Linked DNA regions of Oryctolagus cuniculus: region 2 is linked to region 1. Evidence: chromatin contacts called from public Micro-C data. All regions are on one chromosome and are shown on one strand. Each heading gives the region's core, a stretch centred on a gene start, on an enhancer-like site or on the middle of the called end of the contact. The rest is flanking DNA. Distances are from core to core; before and after follow the strand shown.

Region 1 (5,793 bases), core at 1,513-4,012:
TCCATAGCAACCTGGCAGAAAAACAAGTGTTTACTCATAACAATTCTGAATGCAGATGACATCATTAAATAATTCTATATACGAAACTAAGAAAAATGTAATCAATATCATAAAATCAGTCCAAGTTTTGTTTTTCCAGGTTCCTTGTACAACTCCTATGGTAACTTCATGACTTTATCAACTAAAGAGTTGAACCAAATAAAGTGAAGTTCATCTTAAAAGATATATACTAAAATGAAGTTTGCTAGTTTCACATTATAAAGCTCTTTTCATTTTAATGAGTTATTTTTTAAAGGCTCCATTCATAGTTCTTAAGTTACACAAAGTGATTGAGACTATGCATTATCACTTCACCTTACTAAAGTAAAAATGTGCATTTTGATTTAAAAAATTTGTTAATTTAACTTTGGTTTGTTTTAAAGAATGAGCATGCTGAAATCGAGTTTGCAGAGTTTCCTAATAAGCATGTCAATATTCAAACTAAGCATTGTCCTAGGTATGCCCTACTTCAACAGCCACTCTTAGGATTCCCAAGAACTTGAGGGCCTTACAACGGGCCAGACTCCAAGCAGTGTTATTTTAGTATTTAGGGTCTAATTATTTCCACTGTACACAAGCAGATGTATTATGGAGATGTAGTAAGTTCTCAATGTCAAAACTTCTTTAGTTTTGAATCTCCCTTTGAGTTGTATTCTTTGGTAATTGTGCTCCTTAAAATCTGATAAAAACTATGGTACCAAATTTAATTTTTGACAAATTTTTTGATGAAAATATCCATTATATGTAAATTTGAAACAGATGCTGTTTTCAGAAAGATATCTGGAGGGTTGGGAAACTTCCAAGTTATGCTAATCTTCACCACAACCTCCCAGATAGGGACTTTTCTGTTTAGGTTGAAAAGACATAATTAGTGTCTTGAGTCAGAGGATGAGAATAAAATGTCAAAGGGCTGACTCTCACTTCCTGCTTTGCTGATACTCTACCTCACTTCCTGCAGATGTTGTAAGGCCTCTAAGATACCATCTACACTCAGCTTCTACTTACTAGATCTCCACCAATTTCTCCTGAAGTGACTGATGACTGAAAACTACTACAATTCTATGGGTCCTCAACACCTTCAAATTCTACCTTCTAGTTCTAGTTCCTCTCTTGGCCTTTTATCTTCCTAAGATACAGATCTGGTGAATTTCTGAAAGCAATCTTTTTAAAAAAAGGGGGGGGGGGGTGACTCAGTTGTTAAAGCCACCGATCTGCAGGCTGAGACTTCTGGAAGAAGGTATCACAGATGTCTTCCTGCCAAACACCTTCCTGGTGACATTCTGGTTTCTGTACAACCCTGCCCTTACATTGTAAGACACAAGAAATGGTTTTTGACACTGAGCCTCCAAGACATTGCAAAATTCCCATCTTATGTTGTTCCAAGTACAAATGTGACACACAGAAAACGGTAAATCCCACAGGTACATTTTTTACTTGTGTCCACATTGTCTCAATAAGAAAGTGAAACATGGGCAGGAAAAATGGAGGGGCGGGGACAACTGTACCGGCTTAAATAACTTACAAAAAAGCGAAAGCACAGGCTCTAACAGTCTACTAAAAAAGACTCAATGACTCCCAGGAGAGTTTTTAAAATACAACCATCCCATAAACTCGGGGGTGCAGTGGGTGGCCGCTGTGGCCTGCAACTGCCAAGGTGTGCTACAGCCCACACAGTCCACGTTAACTCCCAAGGGGCTCCCAACTCCTCAGCACTGCTGAGACCCAGGAGCTGGCCGACCCCGACAGCGCTCCCTGCTCCTCGTGCCCAGCCCACTTGGAAGCACACCTACCCTCTGGTCAACCGAATTATATCCCCTGGCTGTATGAGACCTCCGATCTCATCCCACACGGAAATAGTGATGCTGCCCGTTTTATCTGCTACTTTGCACGATCTCACTTCATGGCCGTCTTTGGTTTTGGTCACGCGTCCTGTGAGGATTTAAAAATCGAAAAGGGGGAAGGAGTGTGTTAGCGAACGAGGTCGTCCAGAAGGGGCTCTCTCACTCCTCCTACACTGGACGCCGGGTTCTGGCCGCAGGTAGGACCCGAGCCCGGGAGGAGGCCACCGGGGCCACGTGGGTGGGGGAGGGGAGGAGAGGGCGCCGCGGGGGAGGGGAGTCCGGCGCTCCCGGCCCCGGGGCGCCCCGAGGGCGGTGGACCCCACTTACCTATCTCCAGCACAATAAAGACGACATTTAAGTTTTTCAGTCCGGGCTTAATATCTTTTATAAAAAGAGGCGGGTCGTTGACCCCATTCATATTGAGGCAGGTGCGGCTACGGCTGCGGAGACACCCGCAGGCAGGGCGGGGACGCGGCTTCCCACCCTCCCGGGACAGGGGCGACCTTGGGCGGGGGTGGCGAGAAGGGGCAGAAAGCGGTTATTCAGGGACCGGGGGACCAGCCCGCACGGCACTCAGCCTAAAAAAAAAAAGAAAACGAAAGAAAAAAAGCGCTCACAAGTTCAAAAGAAAAAAAAAAAAAAAAAGACGAACCACTCCGCCCACCAACCCCACTCCCAACCCCGCGACAGGAAGGCGAGCGTGCGAACTGCCCCTATCTTTGGATAAAAGAAAAAAAGGCAGCGAGGGACACCTCTGCCCTGAGTCCCACTCCCACACGGGCGCGCGCCCAGTCTGTCCCCGGGCTCCGGGAAGGGACGGACTGTGACAGCAACACCGGAGCGCAGGACAGAGACACTGCGCAGCCAGCGTCCCACACAGCAACTGCGGAACTCGCCCGCGCGCCGGCTGCTCCCCCCGGGCCGCCCCGCCCCTTATGACGTCAAACAGCGCCGGCACGCCCGCCGCCACGCCCGCCCGGCGCGGGGGAGGGGAAACTAAGGGGCGAGAACAGGCCCCTGACGCCGACGCGGCTTCCGTCGCTCCTCCCCCAGGGGCCGTCAGCGCGGGCCCCGCCCCCTCGGCCCTCCAATCCGCTCTCGGCCCCGCCCCGCCCGCTCTCCTCCCGCCCCCGCCGTCGCGGCGTAGCGTCAGGTCTGCCCTGTCTCGGTTTCCCTGGGTGGCGTTCTGCTGCGGGCTCGCGAAGTTCAGGGACTGCCTGCTTTGTAATTCCGCCGGCGGTGTTCGGGCCCTCGCCCCTGACCTTTAGTCCCGCGGTCACAGGGAAGGGTTGGGTTTAGGGAGCGGTGGCTACGAAGGCTGTGCAGCCGAGTTGTGGCAAAGGGTGGCTGGTCCCGGACGAACGGGAAACGGGCTCGAATGGTGAGGAGGGGTCTGTGGTTACAAGGCTGCGATTTTAAAACCAGAGGGAGCTAGGAAATCAGTCCAGCCGTCTGGTGCTAAGCATGTTTTAGTTGCGATCCGGAAGGGTGAGGTACTTTGCCGAGGGTCACCCAGCAACTTGAGAGCAGGCCGACTGCAACGCAAACCGACCCAGTCCCCTGCCTGTCACTCAAACGCTGGAGGTTACAATCCTTAGAGTGACGTTTCCTGTACCCCTTGCTCTCTCAGATGACACTCCCGCACTCTGCTCTTTGGAAACCCTGAAACATACCCTGGGGTGGGAGTAAAAAGAAAGTGAATGAGGCTTGCTTTGTGCCACGTACACATGTGCTTTAGGGACAATTCCGGGTTCAAACTAGTCAGTGGTTATGTGACCTTTAGGAGAAATGGTGAGGCTTCCTAGCCATGATTTCATCATCCGAAAAATGAGATGAGGAACATTGCTTTACAGAGGATCAAGTGGGATCTTAAACTGTCCGACTAGTGTCCAGCAAATAGTAGATGCTCAATATTTTTCCCTCGCCAATTTTTTGTTATTGAAAAAAAAAAAGACATTAGTACAGTAACAGCTTAAACTGTGATGGTTTAATCTTGTAACTACTTTACGTGGTGACTGCTCATTTTAATCCTCATTTACAGCTGCTGTAACTTGACCGCAGAGCTAGAGAATGGCCAAACTGGGCATTTAATCCAAGCAGTCTTCATCCAGGAGCTCTCCATCCTGCAGGTAATTTTTAGACTTACATAGTGGCAGCAGCAGGATGCATTGTAGGACTTCTAAAGAATCTACTTAACTATTTGTGATGGTAAGGAAACTGTTAGGGAAGCCTCAAGAAGCCTTAAGCCCCTCCCTCTTCTGAATATTTTTAAGTCAACTTCTACTCCCCAAACATCTACAAACAGGCACTACAGGCTAGCCCTACCAAAAGGGCTTCAAAAATATTCACATTACCATGAGTTGAGACATTTCTTAAGGAAGCAGAAACTTCCATTTCATAAACAAGTAAGTCCCAGCGTGCCAAAGCCACTGACGTAATACTGGAAAGTGGTGTAAAATAACATTATTATCTTGAATTCAACATCAAATAAAATAAATGATGCAACTGACAGAATCAGAACCAGCATCCAGCCTCAGGGGTTGTCTGATTGGACTCGACGCTTCAATTCGATTATCCTCAAGCTGTATCTTAATTTTAGTTATTCTTTTTCAAAATTATGTCTTTTAGCCCACAGAAAACATTCTCATTGAAGGGAAATTTAAGTAAGTCCCCCTTTTTAAGGTTTGATAAGATCTTAAAGAGATTAAGAATAGACAGGATACCAATTAAGACTGTGGAACAGAGTAGTAACAAAGAGGCTGGGAAAACAAAGTTAGCCACTCCCTGAACTGATTACAGGGGCATTTTATAAAGAGGAACTAGGAGCTTAGGAAACCAAGCCCCAGGAAAGCAGAAGTTGGCCTTCTCTTCCTCCCTCCCCACAGGACGAACTCAGCTGATCATCTGCTTCCCCCCTAATTTAGCAGTTATCAGGAAATGGCAGCTGGGTGCTTTCTCATCACCCCAACTGAAGACAGCCTTGAAAAGCAAGATGCTTTGGGCAGGACGGGAACTCTTCAGCCCAAGCTAGTTGGTTTCAGCTAACCCCAAAACATTCTCCAAAGGTAGCAGTTAAAAAAAGAAAAAGAGATGTCAGGAACTATTGCTATGCAGATGGTCTTTCCTGATATGACCATTCAGTGAAATAAAGCAATCTGTCACTCAGCCTACTCAGTGAGGTCATTGTAATGATGTTGCTGATTCTCCATAATGAATTCACAAGACTACTTCACGTTCTTCCTTCTAAGGCTGTTAATCTTCGGGTCTTTTCACAGCCAAAACATAAGCCTGTTTGGAAACGATAGACTCTTCTACTTTATGCCCAGGTGTTGCCTAGGGCTTTGGGTACATCAGTTAATTCTCCACTTGAAACACCCACATGGCCTATCAGAGTGCCTGGTTCGACTCCTGGTTCCACTCTCTATTCCAGCTTCCTGCTAGTGAGCACCAGTAGGTGGTGGCTCAAGTTTTTGGGTTCCTGCCATCTACACTGGAGTTCTGGTTTGATTTCCAAGTGCTATGTTCTTGTCTTTGACCTGGCTGAGCTCTGGCTCTTACAGGTATTTGAGGAGTGACCCAAGAAATGGCTCATTCTCTCTCTCTCCATCTCCCGTTTCCTCTTGCTCTCTCCCTTTAAAGTAAAATGAAAATAAATATATAAAATTAAAGATGTTGCTTAGTGACATCTAGTATTGTACAGAAGGGTCCCCATTAGAATCCAGTACCTGTAAGAGTCTGGATACTGAGATTCTCATTAATAAAGGTTTTATTGTAAATTTTGCTCAGCAACCAGGACCCATGCTCACTTCCAAGTGCTGGTTCTTGGGATTATGAAGATCATTTTTAACTTGTCCATGTATTTAAAACTATTACAACAACTAATATTAAAAACAGCTCAAGAACTACTATTTGA
Region 2 (5,793 bases), core at 1,244-3,743, 44 kb after region 1:
GGAAAAGCCAAAATCCACAGATAACATACACAACCAAGCTGGGTGCAAAATATACCAATAAGCTACAAAATAAAAGCAGACAGGTCTGGGACAAGTGTTGTGCCACAGCAAATTAAGCTGCCTCTTGAGATGCCTTCATCCCATATGGAAGTCCTGGCTACTCTGCTTCCAAGCAAGCATTTTGCAAATGGGAGGCAGCAGGTGGTGGCTCAAGTACTTGGGTCACTGCCACCCATATGGGATACTTGATAGGAATTCCTGGTTCCTGACTTTGGCCTGGCCCAGCCCAGGCTGTTACAGGCATTTGGGGAGTGAACCAGCAGATGGAAGGTCTCTTTCTTTCTCTGTCATTCTGCCTTTTAAATAAATAAATCCTTTAAAAAATAAAATAAAAGCAGGCAATAGCAAATCAGACAGAGCCCACATGGTTGATGCAGAGGGAAGCAACTGGTTGTCCGAAGCATTTTAGACAAGGTAACCCACAAAGTAGTGAATTTGAGAACAGCAGCTCCCTCCCAAGGCCATGCCCTGCCCAGTAGAGAAACTTCTGGAAGTAGAATCAGTGGAGCAGAGTAGACAATAAAAAACAAAGGAAAGCGAAGGTAGCACCAAAGTGGGGGAGGGGACCAGAGTCATGAATGTTCACAAACTAATCAACCCCAAATTATGAAAAATAAAACTAAACTTTTGAAGATTATTATCTCTGGCAGTAAAATTTCTGTAAAGTTCCACTTATGCACTTCTTGTTATTTAATACTTTGTCCAGTAACTTTATTGCTATTGTATTTTAACCTGTAATGTATGCATTACCAAAGATATACATAGTTAGTTTAATTATAGTAAAAAAAAATAAAGTATGAGTGCATGAGTTACTTTATTGTATCCAAGAGGCAGTGCAAGTAGGACTAATGTGGAAATCACAGAAATCAAGCCCTGTACATCTTGTGAACCCAAACCAGGTCATTGGAAAGGAAAGTAGGCTGTTTCAAGAAAAGCTATGTGTAAAACAGAAGCTCCTGGTGTAATGCTTTCTGCTGCAGACTTGGTATCATCTACATACTTTGAAGCCAATAAATGGTTAACTATCTGAATGGATGAATGAGTGTACAATGTCCAAAAAGTTTAAATCAGTTTGTTAAAAATCATTCTAAAAAAACAAGTAAACATCAGGGGAATGAAAAAAAATATATTTAGAACTTGACCAGGATAATACGATAATGCTGGACTACCTTGGCTGAATTAGAGGGGCCTGAATCAGTCACTGTAAGGTCAGGTCCAGATCTTGTCTGCTGTTGACAAACATGTGAGAGACACTTTAGGAACACATGGAATGTCTCAGCATTCTCTGCATGTGATCCTTGCCTTCTCCTTTCCTCAGAATAATAGGTCAGAATGCAGGTAAAGGAATCTGGTCCTTTCTATTTAGAAAATGAAAGAAAAATTTGAAAACTCCAGTACAACTATTGTCAGAAACTATGTATTGGTTAAGGCTTTGCCATTGGAATGAATCCATGTTTGACAGTGACCCAACCATTTTCTCTTTTTGTGTCCCCATAAACTGCAATTTCTCTGTCTGTATAATGGGTCTGGTAATTGTACCCATCCTGTTGTGATGATAAAATGAAATAATGAATATAGAGTGTTTAAACAATGCCAAGAAAATGCTGCTAAACATAATAATCATTTACCAATAACACAATCTCAAGGGTGGATGGCAACACCCTGGTGTGAAGAAAAAATTCCTTTGAAAACTACTAATATAATTAGCCTTAAGTTTCATTTTTACTAACATTACTTCATTCTTTGTATAAGTCAGGTTAATATATCCCTTATTCATGTGAAAAATGAGGAGCACTCATATGTGTAAGTCACATATGCATTTGTTGCTAATTAGAAAAAGGATTAGGCTTTTCTTTTTTATTTGCCTATTAAAGTTTCAGGGTATTCTTCAAATAAAGGGTAATGCTAAAACTAAAGTCACCCGCTGGTGGGTGAAGGCCTGTCCAGACAGCTCCTCTTCCTCGTCAGAGCCTCGCCCTGGCAGAATATGGGCACACCTCTGAGGGTTTGGGCTGCGGCCCACAGGCAGGACCACAGATTGATCAGCTGATCACAGAAAAGCCCCAGGTTCATCTTAACACGCATGCTCTAAGCAGTCCAAGCCCTGTGTACTTGGTAAACAAGCCACCCTCAATTTTAGTCTTGGCGTCAGCAGGGTACAGCAGCCACCTGGTTTCCTGTGCATGGTTGCAAATGACTTGGTTTGAGTGATTTCCCACTGAGGTGACTAAATCAACTGGTAGGCCCAGTGTTTGTGCAGACAAAGACTCAGAACCTGTTTTGCTTGGTGCAATTTTAGTGTCTGCAATCTTTCCAGTCATTTTGGTCTGCAAGCTGTTGGCCTTGAGAATTATTTACATTTTAATTAGGACCGCTCAACCCCCTCCAAGAGAGGCAAGCAGCTTATTTACTTCCTACTGGCAGCCTTCAGAGGAAACAGCTTAGGCAGGCTTGCTGAGCCACTGAACCAAAATAAAGTCACTTGCAGAAGAGCAAAACCATGTCCTCATTCACCAGCTTTGCCTCGCTCGCCTCTGCTGGGGCTTCTCATGGGTCCAAAACAGAAATGAGTTGCTCTAAGTAGCAATCAAACCACTGCCTGGTTCTTTTTTCCTCTCCTTTTTCTCTGGATGAAGCAAACTTTCAAACATTTTATTTGCATGTATGTATAATATTTATTGAGCATCGCCACGGAGTGAGATTGTTCTGTTTCTTTTCAGATGTGTTTTATCCTTTTAATCATTTAACCTTTTTCTTGTTTATGAAAAGGTATTTTTAAATATGATTTAGCTTCATCCCTCCTCCAAAACAGACAGAAAGCAAATTTCCCTTGATGACCCAAGGCAGTCATTACAAATTAGTCACTGAACTGTGCTCAGATACCCACAAGGGCTACAGCCACAGGAGGGCATGTTTGCCCTGATATTAAATAATTCCCCAAAGCTACATTCTGAGTTCTTGTTTCTGCCTTTGTCTCTTTCTTCCCTGTTCAGCCACCTGTCTCTAAGGTTCTCCACTTCTAACTTGCTATTTAATCTGCCATGAACTAGGAAATCAGATAAGCCTGGCTGTTTCCTAGAACTGGGAAGTTAGACAGGCCTGATTCGTAGAACCAAATGCCTGACAAAATGTTCTGTGAGCAAAGGGCCTAAACTTCAATGCATTCTTGGCTGTCAGAATGTATTCGGCTGCAAATAATTGAAATTCCTCATCCATCATGGATTAAATCAAATGATTTATTGTCTTATAGAATGAGAAGACTCCAAGTAGGACAGAGTCCAGGCACAGTACTTGAGGCTTTGTCCTGTGTTTGGGTGATTTGACCAGCTCTGTCTTCGGTTAGCTTCCTCCTCCAGCCACCAGAAGCATGGCCATGGTGGTTCTGAGGCACATCCAGATGCAGCAGTGTTCTAAGGAAGCAGAGATGATATCAACTTCCAGTTTTTCTTTTAGGAGGAGGAAATCTTTTTCAGAGACTCCTCAGCCAACTTCCCCTACAGGGTCCAGATTGATCACTCCTAACTCAACACTGACGAGGGGGATGGAATTCTCATGACTGGCTTTTACTAATCACCATCCACCCAGGATCAGATAGAATCTCTGTTGGGAAAAGGAAAGGACATTGGGAAAGAACCAATAGTACCTGCTAGAAAATGGATATACTTGTCTGCTTGTGATTTTTTTTTTAAAGATTTATTTATTTATTTGAAAGTCAGAGTTACACAGAGAGGAGAGGCAAAGAGAAAGAGAGAGAGAGGTCTTCCATCTGATGGTTCACTCCCCAGGTGGCCGCAATGGCCAGAGCTGAGCTGATCCGAAGCCAGGAGCCAGGAGCTTCTTCCGGGTCTCCAATGTGGGTGCAGGGGCCCAAGGACTTGGGCCATCTTCTACTGCTTTCCCAGGCCCTAGCAGAGAGCTGGATCAGAAGTAGAGCAGCCGGGACTAAAACTGGCACCCATATGGGATGCTGGCGCTTCAGGCTAGGGCTTTAACCTGCTGGGCCACAGCGCTGGCCCCTGCTTGTGATTTTTTAAAATTATTTTTTACAGATTTGAAACTGCAGTTAGTTTAGATTTGTAGCAAATCACTTTTAGAAAAGTGAAGAGTTGCTTTAAGATAAAATCAAGCAGTAACCAGGGACATTTAAGTGGGAAACTAATTTTGTCAGGAACATGTAAATGGAGACTGAATTTGGAGTTTCTTCTATGTGAATATAGCAGCAGTTGAATGACTCAACACAGAGTAAAAGGCTACAGAGTTCATTACAAGGAAATGTTCACAGGAAGGAGTGTTGAGAAGAAAGAAGGTAGAAGCGGCTGTGGCTTTCTATGAAGGCCAAATGCCCTTCAAATGACAGCAAGCAAATGTACCAAGTGACAGGAATGTCCTAGGAGTCAGTATTTTCTTCTTGGTGTACATTAGGAGGAAGGAGATCTTAAGCCCTAAACTACTTTTTTTTTTTTTTTTTTTTTTTTTTTTTTGACAGGCAGAGTAGACAGTGAGAGAAAGAGAGACAGAGAGAAAGGTCTTCCTTTTGCCGTTGGTTCACCCTTCAATGGCCGCTGCGGCCTGCGTGCTGCAGCCGGTGCACCGCGCTGATCCGATGGCAGGAGCCAGGTGCTTATCCTGGTCTCCCATGGGGTGCAGGGCCCAAGCACTTGGGCCATCCTCCACTGCACTCCCTGGCCACAGCAGAGAGCTGGCCTGGAAGAGGGGCAACCGGGACAGGATCCGGTGCCCCGACCGGGACTAGAACCCTGTGTGCTGGCGCCACAGGTGGAGGATTAGCCAGTGAGCCGCGGCGCCGGCCCCTAAACTACTCTTAAGTGTGTGAACAGGCTTAGGAAAATCTGGCAAATTTGTTATTTGCTTCTTTCTTTCCAATCTGGAAAGCATCTCCCTATATGGAGAACTCAAATGAATATTTCTTTAATTAACATAAGAATATAAATGAAATGTTCTTCTGGATCCATTCATGAACCTTGCTCACTGTACAGAGTTCAAGCTTCCAAGGAGACATCACTTCTTCAAAGTAGTCCCTCACTTGCCTTCCCATCTCCAAATTGGATTTGACATCCCTTCTTTGTGCTCCCATAGCACTCAGTCCATACATCCAAAGTTAAACTTACCACACTGGTTTATGATCTTTGATTTTTGTTTCTTTTAACCCTTGAATTGCAGGTATCTTGACCGAGGACCAAGGTTCTGCTTATTTTTGTATCTGCAGAGTCCTGGTACTTCATTAAGGAATATCTGTCAGAATGATAGATGAGCAAATGGAAGGAAAATGCCTGAGCAAAGCAGACAATCATTCTTCCTGCCCATTCCTGAAGTGAGCTGCACAATTAGGAATGAAACCATGGATTCTAGGGCTGTTTTCCAATCCACAAATATACTTGGTCCATAAAGGTGGCTTTTATGTTCAGGATTTCATGTTTAAGTGAATGCTTTAAATCTATGCTAGGGTAGGTGGAGTTGGGGGATCCTGGAGATAGAAAGATTCTGAAATCACAACATCAGTATGTGCAGGCCTTTACAGATTATCAGCATGACTCGAAAGGATTTAGAAGAAGCATGGATTCTCCACACTCCTGTCCAGGATATCTTTATTACCAGCCATTTATGAGGCTGAGCCCCAAACCTATCTCTTACCCTCATACCCTGAAATTCCAAAATGCAAAAAGGCCATATGCTGGGACTACGTGATAACATCAACTTCAAACCTCCATCATT

The links. Hi-C and Micro-C count contacts between places; a contact is called where the count stands out from the background.
Region 2: a contact with region 1 is called in a Micro-C map of ear pinna, with 3 times the contacts expected there. The contact joins the enhancer-like site here to the promoter of NABP1 in region 1. A contact is called at or near these places in 2 of 6 Hi-C or Micro-C datasets (ear pinna and an unstated tissue).

What each region holds. Positions count from the first base shown.
Region 1 is chr3:48,584,834-48,590,626 of mOryCun1.1, forward strand. NABP1 (nucleic acid binding protein 1) reads right to left here and starts at 2,763. Exons shown (of 6, transcript XM_070070458.1): 1 at 2,633-2,763; 2 at 1,830-1,968.
Region 2 is chr3:48,629,563-48,635,355 of mOryCun1.1, forward strand. No RefSeq gene overlaps it. Among named protein-coding and RNA genes, the nearest start is that of NABP1, 45 kb to the left of the region's middle. Within about 2 kb of position 2,494, at least 3 of the 8 cell types and tissues checked have an H3K27ac peak or open chromatin away from gene starts, as enhancers often do. A contact at or near this core is called in ear pinna, where this site is marked.